Linked DNA regions of Mus musculus: all the other regions are linked to region 2. Evidence: chromatin contacts called from public ChIA-PET and Hi-C data. All regions are on one chromosome and are shown on one strand. The core of a region is the stretch at or near the end of the contact, and the rest is flanking DNA. Distances in the headings are between cores, read along the strand shown. Region 1 overlaps Col14a1 (collagen, type XIV, alpha 1). Region 2 holds the start of Deptor (DEP domain containing MTOR-interacting protein). Region 3 overlaps Col14a1 (collagen, type XIV, alpha 1).

Region 1 (3,791 bases), core at 133-2,632, 410 kb before region 2:
ATTCAAGTCACCAAATCAAAGCCAGGTCATTTGTGTGTGTGTGTGTGTGTGTGTGTGCAAGCCAAGACTGCTGTGAAGAGATTAGAGTCTCTAATGGCTTCATCTTTTGTAAAAACTGAAAGTCTTTGAAGTAACACAGTATTAGACCATTTGTTCTTACCTAACTCATCAAAAACACACAGACTATTCGTCTTGATCGTCATCATTAAATGTCCCAGACAGAGGAACCGGACAGAAGACTGTTATAGAGCAATGTATCAGCTTTCCAGCTGCTTAAATTGGAGGAGTTCTCCCAGGGGATTCTAGGTTCAACTATGTGGATATCCCTTGCATTATTGAGCAATTCCTACTCCTTGCTGGCCCTGTTTTTCTGTGGTAAATTTCAGCTGGGACATAAAGGTTTACAGGCTACATGCTCTCTGGCTTCCTTCATTACACCAGAAAGCTACTTATTTGCCTGGGTCATCCAAGGCACCCACATACATGATGCCGGTTGGATCATTTGTTAGCAAGACTTCTTCTCTCTAGTAACAGAAACCAAAGGCAGCAATGAAATCTGCAGAAGGATAGAGGGGGAAAAAATGTGACTCAACAGACACCCTGCTTTTTCTGAGTCTTCTCCTGACCCAGACAGAACCTAAGTTAGGTTGTAAATGAAGCCACCCAACTTTCTTAAAATGGTTGTTAGCAGGGTCAGGCAACTGAGGAGTTGGGTCTCACACAAAGATATGGCTTTCATTCTTTCCTAGTTCCAACCAGCAAATAGAGCCGAACAGGGGATCCTAGTCAGACCTAGGTTTCCCTAGGAGAATTCTTTCAACTTAAGAGGCTGGGAAGGTGACAGATACAGTGCTCCATATTGATCCTCTTTCAGGTTTCTCGGTTTGGACATTCAGCAGTGACTACTGAGATGTGCTTTAGATGAGTTAGGTGAGAACAAATGGTCTAGTATATAATAAACTAATAGAACTCAACTATTTTTTTTAACACTTAAGAGTTTTCCTTTGGAATAAAAACAAAAGAAGTTCTAGTTTAAGGTCTAGAGTCTCTGGGATTCAATTTAATTTCCTCTTTACCATCTAGAGCAGGGGTTCTCAACATGTGAGCTGTGGCCCCCTTGTGGGTCCAATGGCCCTTTCACAGGAGTCACCTAAGACCATCTGCAAACAAGGGTATTAAATTATGACTCATACAGTAGCAAAATTGCAGTTATAAAGAAAATACTGATATGGCTGGGGATCCCCACAACAAGAGGAGGTGTATTAAAGGGTGGCAGCATTGGAAGACTGAGAAGCACTGCCTTAGAGGTCTTCAGGGATGTCTTAGTACAGACAGGATGTCTTCTACACAGAGGAGGGCGTTCTGTGGCTAACCACTGTCTTAACCACTGAGGACAAAGGGATGAAGGAGTGAGAGGTAGAATAAATGTTTAGCTACAGGACCACAGCTGTTCCTTTTGAGATCGACAGTCAACCAAGACCACAAAGGCTGACAGTGACGTTCAGAAGTTTCAGAAGTTAAAAGAATCCACACATGGTGTTTTAAGTTTTTATTTGCTTATAAAAAAAAGGATAAAAACAAGTCTTCAAAAACATATCTGCATTTACAAAGCAATCCCTGTAAGTCGAGGAGAGGCAAGCCCTGAAACACACTCCTGGACAAATGATCTGCCAAAAGATGGGTCTTTTCTGCATCGGAACTGGAAGGAAGTCATTATTTTATACGAATCAAGACTACTGGAAAACAGACTCTATGGTTTTGTTTTTAATTACAGAATCGAGAAAGGCTATATTCTAGCTCTTATTTCTGAACACCCGTGAAAACCAGTTACTGAGTAATCTATGAGTTAGACAGATCAGGTTAAACAAGTAGGAGGTAGTTTCCTCAGTGATGGTGTTATTCAATTACCAGCAAGGTCACTGACATGGGTACAGGGACAGTGGTATAAACTGGGAATCTCTGAATTCGCTCTTCTGCTGATAGGGCCCCAAATTCCCTCTGATATAACCACGCTTCTCTTATTAATTTTACAACTTGAAATGATGTAACAGAGAAGACACTCCAGGGTGTATCCTTCTCAGCACTCTTCATTGGAAGAAGTCCAAAGTAACTGGTGTACAGTTAAAACAGTGTCACAGAAAGGGGCGGTTTCAAAACACAATTTTTAAAAAACGGTAATATTGACGTTATCCACAGAGGAAATATACCCCATACCATCAGCCCTGCCTCCCTCTGCAAAGTAGAGGACAAACCACGTGACAGCATTTGGTAAGTGAAGCTCCAGAAGAGGGCCTGCCCCTGCTCTTCAAATGTCTCCTGAGGTCATCAGATGCCTGCGCTCCACAGATCCATGGCCTCCTGCTCGTCCTGGACCGGTGTGAACTCAGGCTGATCAGGATGGGACACTAAAGAGGAAAAGTGGGGGTGGGGTACTGATGGGGCCCAGGAACCATAAATGGATAATCTCCCCTATCTGGGTCCTTAGGGACACAGATTTGGTCAATAAAGCAGAGAGGTGCAATGTGTGAGGAGAAAGCACTCACTGCCGAGCCTGCTATGCCGCTTCCCCAGGAGGCTTTATAGTTGTTAAAAGGAGGAAGAGAAAGACAAACTAAACAATGGAGTTAGAAAACTGGAACCATGGCCAATTGCTTAAATACCGGATGTTTTTTATTTACAAAAGAAACCCTGAAATACAGTAGAATCGTAGAAGAAAATATAAAATTAAAAACCCAGTCTCGTGTTACAAGTCCATCACCAGGGGAGAGTGGAAAGAAGGGGATGCCAAGAGAGGGAGGTGGAGCAAAAGAGCCAGGAGGAAGATACTCATCCTATTGTGTGGAACAGGATAGAGCCTCAGTAAAGTGGCCTTTGGGATAGAGTCTTGGTTCAGAGGCCCAGACCTCCATTCAGATTGACCGGAAGTCTGGTTCTACTATGGTTGATTTATGTTACTTTGTTGCACTTTGTTATACTTTGTTACAATGTTATCACTCCAGCATGTCTGGAGCCGGGTAGGCAGGGGACTTGAAAGTCTGAGATGGAGAAGCAGGTGAGAGAGGAAAGAGGTGACCACAGTCAGGGGCAGGAGCTTAGTAGTGGTGGTGAACCACTTGTGTATCCATAGCCAAATCCCCAGGCCAATGCAACCAAAGGCAGGATTAGCACTTCAGTGCTGGTAATCATTGTACGGGATGAGATCTTAAGGGACAGGGGACAGATTTGAGAGGACAGGGAGGGAAAAGATGAACAGAAAAAAAAAAAAAAAAACACATCAACAAAACTTGGACCAATTTCTCTGGCAACTAAGGTTAAATTTCTCTTAAAAAGGAAAAACGTGCATTTGCTGACTAATCTCCTCACAGACCTAGAGCGGGTCTCTGAACCTCTCTCTCGATAATTCAGAAAGGCCCCAGGGTGAGCAGGCAGACTGCTGCCATGTGTGGGAGATGCTTCAGCTCTCAAAATCTCAGCCTATCACTTAGTGATGAAGCAAAAACAGCTGGCAACTTTGATCTTAAGACCTTTCTTGTCACATGGTGGGCAGATGTCATCTAAAAGAATTTTGGGGACCTCGCTTATTATGGGGGGAGAACTTAAACAGAGAGTGAAATTTTGCAGGAGGTCACGGGCACACCATAACAGAAACAGCATGGAAAATATCTAAATGTTCAACCATATGTGACAAGTGACCCACTAGGAGGCCAAGTCTTTATGGGTCACCATTTGGCAAATGCTCTACCAATATGCTATATCCTCAGTCCAGAAATCAACATTTAGAAGCAAAGAAA
Region 2 (3,856 bases), core at 48-2,547:
AGGAACCTCTGTAACACTCTCCTTCCAGTCTGGAAACAGCCATCTAGAAACCGAAATAAGCCGGAAAAATCAAGCCAAGAGCTAGAGGGAGCTAGCACACTTCTTTCAGGTGGGACTGGGCTCGCGGTTCAAGTTCTGGCAGAGCCGGATTCATTTGGAGTGGCAATCTGATTTACAACCCCCAATATCAAGGCAGCTGCGGAAGCACAAGTCTTAAGCATATGCCCAAGAAAAAGGAACAGGAAGCGATGGGAATGTCAAAAGAGCCCTGGGGGTAAGTGCTTGTTCCTGGATCTGTGAGATGGGAAAGTGGTAATTCTAGGAAAAGTGCGCGGCGGTGGGCCAACTCCGGGGTCCCAAACGTGGGCACTGAACAAGGTACTTTCACGCCCCCTTGCGGACCCAAGTGACACCTGAAACCAAGTGTGCCAATCAAGGGATAGGTAAAGAACTGGGAAAGGTTTTGGAAGAGAAGCAACCCGTCAAAGCACTCGCAGATATGCTCCAGGTTTTACATAAAAGTAACCTGAAGCTCCAATGAGGGAAGCATGTCTTGCTAGAAAAAAAGGAAAGCTGAACCGAAGGCACTCATGGGTGCTGGAGCCTTCTATCTGGAAGCGCAGGGACTGGGGTCCCATCCGAAATCTCTTCTTTTTGGAGCGAGCAGACTAGACAGTCATCAGGAACACCTGGCAAGGGGGTTTGCACGCACTGAGTGGTGGCGAGTCGGAGGGACGCATGGCTGCAGCAGTCCAGCTAGGGCGCAGCCTGCACCGCGCGTTCCCGGCATCGGTCCCCGCAGCCTGGCTGAAGCTGCTAGCCTCCGGGCTGCAGTAGCCAGGCACCCGTGCAGCGCGACCCAACCATCCCACTCGCTCGCAACTGTCCCTACGCCCCGCGCGACACGCCTGCCACGAGCCAGATGGCGTGTGCGCTCCGGACCGCGGCGGGCATAGGGCAATCGAGAGCCCATCTACTGAGTGCCTTTCCTTACCGGAGCTGCTCTCCCGTAACTAGGACTTCAGCCATGCGTTCCAGCTCTCTCTGCTGCACCCCGCCGCTCCCGCCGGCGTTGCTGTCGCTGCTACCACTGCCGCCGCTGCTGCCCTCTTCCATGTTCCTGACCGCGCGGTTGCCACTCTGCCTTTGCTGTCCCGGCGGGTGCGCCTGGCGTTTGGATCAATGTGCCCTCCCCGAGGCCGCCCCGGCCATCTTTGTTCCGGGCGGTGCCGTGGCTCAGACGCGATTGGCTGGTGAGGGAATCCCTGCGGGTAAGCAGGAGAAGTCGGCGAGTCCGGGTCTGGAACTTCGGCTTGGGGGCGTGGCCTGGGCTCTCTCATGGTCGGGGGGCGGGGACAAGGAGAAAAATAAAAACATCGGGGCGGAGCTCTGAGCCCTGAGTTTTTGCAGGAGGTTGAGCCTTTCGCTCCTCTTTTATATTTCCTTTTTCACTCCCAAACTCATGCTGGGGAATGTTGCAGTTTTTCTCCATTTTCCATACTAGAGTTGTAGAGAATAAAAATGAGAACAGATTACTCAAAAACGGAGCAGTTGAGGATATTGCTGAAGGGCATTTCAGGCTACCTGATCCCTTTCCCTATAGACCATCTACTACTACCCTATGGTGGAGTCAATAAAGGATCCTGCCCTGCGGTTCAAAAAGACTAAGAACCTGGCTTCATTACTTTGGTTTCCTACCTAAATGCTCTTAATCCCTTTTTTACACTAGTTGTAGCTATCACTTGTCCACATCTGCTGCATTAAAGATGTTTTAGATAAATTGCTACCCTCTTGTGTTTCCCATATCATTCCTTTTACGTCGGGAAGGCAACTCGGAGGGGTGAGGTAACTTGTCTCAGGCAAGCAGGCAAGAGCATTCTCAGTTTTAGGTTATGTTTTTAAAACAACTCTATCTTGGCAGGCATGGCGACACACTTATGTTCCCAGAACTTCAGAAGATGATCATGAGTTTGGACCAGACTGGGATAAGAAGATACCTTGTCTCATAAAACAAACTAAAACCAAAAACAGCTTAACTGACAAAAGCAAGCAATACAATAAACCGTTAGAAGAGCAGGTTAGGGGCTGGAGAGATGGCTCAGCTGTTAAGAGCACTGACTCACTCCTCTTCCAGGTGTCCTGAGTTCAAATCCCAGTAACCACATGGTGGCTCACAACCATCTGTAATGGGATTTGATACCCTCTTCTGGTGTGTCTGAAGACAGCCACATCGACAGTGTACTCACACATATAAAATAAATAAATCTTTAAAAGAAGAAGAGGAGGAGGGGGGGGTGAGGAGGAGGAGGAGAAAGAGGAGGAGGTTAAACATATTTGAATGGCCGAGCTGGTCTACCATGTTCATTAAAAGTCATCACTGTGTCTCTTCGTTTTTAGTTTGTAAACTTCAACATAGCTTGACTGGGAAGTCATGGCTTCCGCGGCCATACACATTTGTTGAAGTATCTTTGGATTTGCCTTTTGGAAGATACAGGTACTTGTGTCTACGATAACTGTCACAATCTTCAGGAAGTGTCAGTATATAACAAAACATATGCTGCTGTGAATGTTACTTGACATTCCTGAAGACTAGGCTCTGAACCTGCTAGGGTCACAAAAGTAGAGCATTTAGTACTTTGCAAGGTCCATTCTCTGGTAAACAAAACTATTGTTTGGGGTAGAATCTTGCTGTGTAGCCCAGGATAGCATCAAACCCTTGATCCCCCTGCCTCAGTCTCCAAAGTGCTGGAATTATAAGACCTGAACACCATGCTCTGTTCTATTTTTTCCTCCAAAGGTAAATTTTTTCCTCAAAGGTAAATATTTTAAAAGATGCACCAATGGAGAGAGGTTTCAGTTCAAAGTATTCTAAGAGCCCCATAGCATAAACATTAAGTGACAGAGGGAGATGGCCTAGACTTAATGAGGGTAACAGCTGTCTGTCTGTCTGTTTGTTTTTGCTTGGTTTGTCAAGGTAAGGTTTCTCTGTGCAGCCTGGCTGGCCTGGAACTCACTCTGGAGATCAGGCTGACCTAAAACTCAGAGGGCTGCCTGCCTCTGCCTCCAGAGTGGTAGGATTAAAGGCGTGCGCCACTATGCCCAGCTGCTGGTTCTCAGGTTTTAAATCTTATACTTACTATACAGAATATTGAGATTTGTTTCATTCACCCATGCAATCTTGGTCCTCGCCGACCATTGTCCAAGTTTATAATTTTATGTCAGTCACTAAAGCTCTTTGAATTTCAATTTTCTATTGATAAGACGAAAAGTAATTTTTACTTTCTAGGGATGGTCTGTGACATTCATGAAATAACAGTTCAATAAATAAAGTTTTGAAGATACATTTTAATAACAAAATTGTGTACATCTGTAATTTTAAAAAAATTACTGCAATGTAAGGCTAAAAAAAAAATTCAAGTTAGGGAAATGCCTGACCTGAAAGGGAAAATAACTTTTAATTTTATCTTCGGTTTTAGCTTTTTGAAACAGAACATCTCATGTAGCCAAAGCTGGCCTCAAACTCCTGATTCTCTTGCCTCCACGTTCCAAAGGCTGTTGGGCCAGCCCGGCCTACATGAACTGGGTACTCCTGGAAGGCAGGCTGGGGCTGAAAGAGAGACTAGATGGCGAGAGAAATAATGAAGCCAAGACAAACAAATTTTCTCTGATCAAGGCCTGAGAGTTTACTAAGAAACTGTGTTTAAAAGGGGGAGGGCCCCCCGAGTCCATCCTTGGTGCTTTGTTGCCATGCTGTCAGCACTTGGTCACCAGGCTGTTGCTTGTTCAGGAACATCTCAGGAAGACAGGTTCAGTCTCTCAGCAGGTAGCAGCATCTCAGAGAAGAGCAGGGCTGTTG
Region 3 (3,995 bases), core at 301-2,800, 390 kb before region 2:
AGAGGGACAAGGGAGGTATGGAAAAGACAGAAACTGTGCACTCACATAGACAGTTATCAATTACATAAAAGCCTCTGAGACATGAGGTAGGCTTCTGGCCCTACTCAGTCACACAGTAGATATACTCTGATAAACAGGTATGTTGCTTAGTTGTCTCAGTCTCAGAACATATAAGAAATTTAGTCAAAAGGGCAGAGTTAATTTTATTCTTTATTTCAGAGTCTGTCACTGTATAAGCTCCATGGTCACACTCTGATTCACTGTCCCCTTCCCTGGAGATAGCCTGTGAGAAAAGTAGTCCCGCTTACCTCGTTCTCCTGGGGTCCCCGGAACTCCTGCATTTCCTGGGAAGCCTGGGGTACCTGGGGGTCCTTGTTCTCCAGGGGTTCCAGGTGAACCTGGTCTCCCGGGCTCCCCAGGAGGGCCCTGGATGGTCCGGATAGATGAGGACTGGCTGGGGATCTGGTTGAGGATGGCTGTGTACCTGGCCATGTGACCTGAGCAACAAGAGATGAATGAACTGTCACACAGTTAAAGGGGAAATTGGAGTGCAGTACTGCGAACCTCCCAATAGCTCTGTCAGATGTCCACTGAGGACAGGCACGCCCTTCTGAGATAGGCTCATCTGTGTGTGTAACTTAGTGTTTTTGCATTTTCTCCAGGATGATGTTAATGGCCAGGCTACGTTCAAGTCACATCTCATGTGTTTGGAATTCCACAGTTCATGTGAGCGTCGCAATAAACACTACTGAACAGAAGTCATACATTTTACACTCACCCTAACATTTACCTGACCCCTGACCCCTCACCCTGATGCCTTTCCCTGCAGCAATTTCCCTCCACATGTCTTAGTTGTCTTTGTTCCAAACCACGAAGCCCGCTCCACCCTTCTGCTCTCCAATCCCCAGGCAAGGCCTGTCTCCACTCAACTCTGGTTGCCAAGATGGGTTTTCAGGAACCTTTGCCTGTGTCCCAGCTACAGCTGCCCCTGTCCTAGGCTTGAAAAATAATAATAATGAAATCCTGTTGCTCTCTCATAACCTCTTAACTCAGTTTGGAAGAACACATTTTAACAATGATAAATAATGTCCTAATAGCATGATACTTCATTTTCCAACATCTTTGAAGGTGACATTTCCCCTACAGGTGACCGCTATTCATCTCCATTTATTATTTTGGTGTGTAGGGTCACCCACTCTTTTGTGGATTTGGGGGGCTGTTTCTGAGATGGGGGGGGTTGTGTCTCAGGATTACAGGCATGCCATTGCTAAGTCTGCTCTGCGTGGTGCTAGGGACTGAACCTAAGACCAGCAATCTACCAACTGAGCTGCCTCCTCAGATACATTTATTTCCTTTTAAATACTTAAATCTAAATGAAAGTATTAATCATATTTTACATGTATTTAGTATATGTAAATACGTCCAATGCATTCTTTCCTTAAACAGTGAACTATGAGCGTGATGGGGAGACCATCTCCTGATTCAATCAGCAGGCACGTCCTCCGCTGTTTGGGCAGGTGAGGCATCTGTCTTTTTCACTTCCTTCTTTGACAGGAGCTGTCGTTCATCACTTCCTCAGCTGTCATCACTCCCCTCCCCTTCCCCCCCCCCCCGTTTCCTATATACCGCTTCTTAGCATAATTCCTGTGATCAACTACGAATGAAAACCCAGCTGACTGGGGTTATGTGGAAGGATTTGCACACCCAGAAAGCGGTTCAGGGTGGGAGTTTATGTAACACAGAGCACTGTTTAAGGAGACAGCCAAGGTGCAACAGAGGCCGCCATTTCCTCCTGTGACTGACAGGCCCTCTCTACTGCACGGATTCCTTTCAGACCTTGTCTCACTTCTGACCTCTCCACTCCTAGAAGTCACTTGTCAGAGTCTGAGAATTTCGAAGGGAGAAAACTCTTGTACTGGGCCCTCAGCTTTTAGAGCATGTATTAAATAGTCACATGTTATCCAAGGCTTTGGTTCTATAGTAAAATAAGGCAACAGATACTGTGGATCAATCTTCCTGCTGTGTGTAGGGAGTCTTGGGAGGATTCAGCCCACTGCAATTTCATCCAAGTTTAATCTTCTACTCATTTGCATTGCCCATTTGAGATAAGAAACCTCTGAGACAGTGCAAAGCATATGTGAGCTTTGGGTATATCCTTCTTTAAAAGTGCCTGAAGTCCAATGTCCCTTGTAGAATTTATTGCTTTTGAAGATCTTATTTTGTCACTAATTATAACTATTTTGTTTAATTGGTAAATTTTCTCTTACTGTGAGCACCATAGAATTAGATAGAGACACAGCCCACAGAGGAAGACAACTATGTTTGATGATGGTAGCTTTGTCCTCCTTCTGCTCGTGGAAGGATCTGGGTTTATCCCAAAGGAACAGGTGGAATTCGGGATCTTGCCAACAGACCTTCTTGGCACTTGCTGGGCTCTACTGGCCCGAATCCCAAACTTCTCTGGGTTAAAGTAAATACAACCCAGAGGGAGATAAGGAAACTACTTAGAAAATATCATCCCTGGGGGAGGAGGTTGCTATCAGTGTGGGGAGGGGGTGGGCATTGGAGTTCAGCTAGAGTTGGGTGGGTTAGAGAGGAATTGTTGTTTTTACTTGGCCTCAAACAGTCTGGAACTAAACATATTCATGGCAAAGAGAAGGGCCCACCCTAAGTAACCTTGTGGTTAGATTTTTGAGGCAAATATATATATATAATAAATAGGCATGTATACAAAATGGGTGAGCACAGGAATCTGTTGTTGAAATAAGTGCTGTTTAAACATTCGGGTTTGAAAATAAAGAAATGAAATAAGGTTGCAGCAAGAGTGTTCTGGTATGACTTTGGGTATGATGCCCAACTGTCATATCAGATGTCATAATAACCCTATGTGTATGGATGGGTGTGTGTGTGTTGGCATATAGCCTAAGGAATCAAAGGAAGGGCCTTGGGCTAACCAAATGCAATGGCTATAGACTGGATAAGAAAGGAAATGTGATTAATCCGTGAGCCAGTAGAAACAAGCACCAAGGTCATCTTGATTCTGAGCGGGTCTGGTAGTCTTCAAGTGCTTAACATTTGAGAAAGAACCCATCCATTTGATGGGGGGTGGGGGGGGAGGAGAAAAGGAAGATCACAGCAGCTAATTAAATTTGCATATGCAAATCAATGCTTCTTGAACTGAGGAAATGGGAGTCTGGCTCCTGTGCCATCCTTGTACAGCTCTGGGGCAATCTATTAGGCTGGTCGGTGGTTCAGAGAGGGGATTTGTAAAGCGATGTGTACACAGCAATCCAGAGCATTGACGGGGTCTTCCTTGGCCTCTCTAGTCCTGGGATGGGAAACATACTTTGGACAGGAATGAGACAGGACATGGGTGACCAGGGTTGCACTTACTCTGAATGAGCTGCTCGCATACTTGACGTGCCACCGCCCTCACCATGGCTTGAGACTGCAGGTCTCCCTGGATGGGAAGGAAGTATATTCCTCAAGCATGGCCACTGCACAGCCATACAGCGGGGACATAGCTGGCCTGACCCATTGTTCCCACCTAGACTCTAGGCTCCTAGCAACAGGGAGGGCTAACCACTGTGGTTAATGCAGGAGACAATTTGTATCCCGGATTGATGGTTCCTGAAAGTCTTTGTTTATTAGATTAATGAGCTCAAATAAACACTGTTGGTCCCAGATTCTAAAAAAAATTAACAATATCTAAACATACTCATACATATTTAATACCTTCCCAAGTGATGGTTCATTTAATACTAATAACAACCCATAGGGAAACTGTTAAGCCCATGTTATAGCTAATCAGCTTTAAACACATTGCCTAAGTGGTCACAGCAATAACCTGTTGAACCCAAGACCAGCAATGCCAAGACCACGACTACATTAGAAGCCTCACAACATCTACAGAGACTCAGTGGGCACCAGAATTAAGGTGAGTTCAATTTCAAGGTCTTTCTTTGATTCTATCCAACCGCCGTCTTGCTTCTTGC

Evidence for each region. Hi-C and Micro-C count contacts between places; a contact is called where the count stands out from the background. ChIA-PET counts read pairs in DNA pulled down with a chosen protein or histone mark.
Region 1: a contact with region 2 is called in an RNA polymerase II ChIA-PET map of memory CD8 T cells, with 10 read pairs. The contact joins the enhancer-like site here to the promoter of Deptor in region 2. A contact is called at or near these places in 10 of 39 promoter capture datasets (the C10 cell line, the HPC-7 cell line, cranial neural crest and 7 more), 4 of 484 Hi-C or Micro-C datasets (bone marrow-derived macrophages, embryonic fibroblasts, nephron progenitors and 1 more) and 12 of 115 datasets of contacts at active chromatin or transcription factors (the SCID.adh cell line, craniofacial prominence, effector CD8 T cells and 8 more).
Region 3: a contact with region 2 is called in a Hi-C map of B cells, with 2.4 times the contacts expected there. The contact joins the enhancer-like site here to the promoter of Deptor in region 2. A contact is called at or near these places in 5 of 39 promoter capture datasets (cranial neural crest, hippocampal neurons, liver and 2 more), 2 of 484 Hi-C or Micro-C datasets (B cells and tail fibroblasts), 5 of 115 datasets of contacts at active chromatin or transcription factors (astrocytes, embryonic stem cells, large pre-B cells and 1 more) and 2 of 9 other capture datasets (embryonic stem cells and pancreatic islet).

Annotation. Positions count from the first base shown.
Region 1 is chr15:55,518,547-55,522,337 of GRCm38.p6, reverse strand. Col14a1 (collagen, type XIV, alpha 1) reads right to left here. Exons shown (of 48, transcript NM_181277.4): 48 at 1,535-2,405. The coding sequence ends at 2,326. Among named protein-coding and RNA genes, the nearest start is that of Mrpl13, 37 kb to the left of the region's middle. Within about 2 kb of position 1,382, at least 26 of the 459 cell types and tissues checked have an H3K27ac peak or open chromatin away from gene starts, as enhancers often do. A contact at or near this core is called in effector CD8 T cells and memory CD8 T cells, where this site is marked.
Region 2 is chr15:55,109,758-55,113,613 of GRCm38.p6, reverse strand. Deptor (DEP domain containing MTOR-interacting protein) reads right to left here and starts at 1,297. Exons shown (of 9, transcript NM_145470.3): 1 at 995-1,297. The coding sequence starts at 1,116. Gm9920 (predicted gene 9920) reads left to right here and starts at 32. Exons shown (of 5, transcript NR_045093.1): 1 at 32-274; 2 at 1,018-1,271; 3 at 2,398-2,494.
Region 3 is chr15:55,497,881-55,501,875 of GRCm38.p6, reverse strand. Col14a1 (collagen, type XIV, alpha 1) reads right to left here. Exons shown (of 48, transcript NM_181277.4): 44 at 3,394-3,460; 45 at 309-497. Among named protein-coding and RNA genes, the nearest start is that of Mrpl13, 57 kb to the left of the region's middle. Within about 2 kb of position 1,550, at least 31 of the 459 cell types and tissues checked have an H3K27ac peak or open chromatin away from gene starts, as enhancers often do. A contact at or near this core is called in B cells, where this site is marked.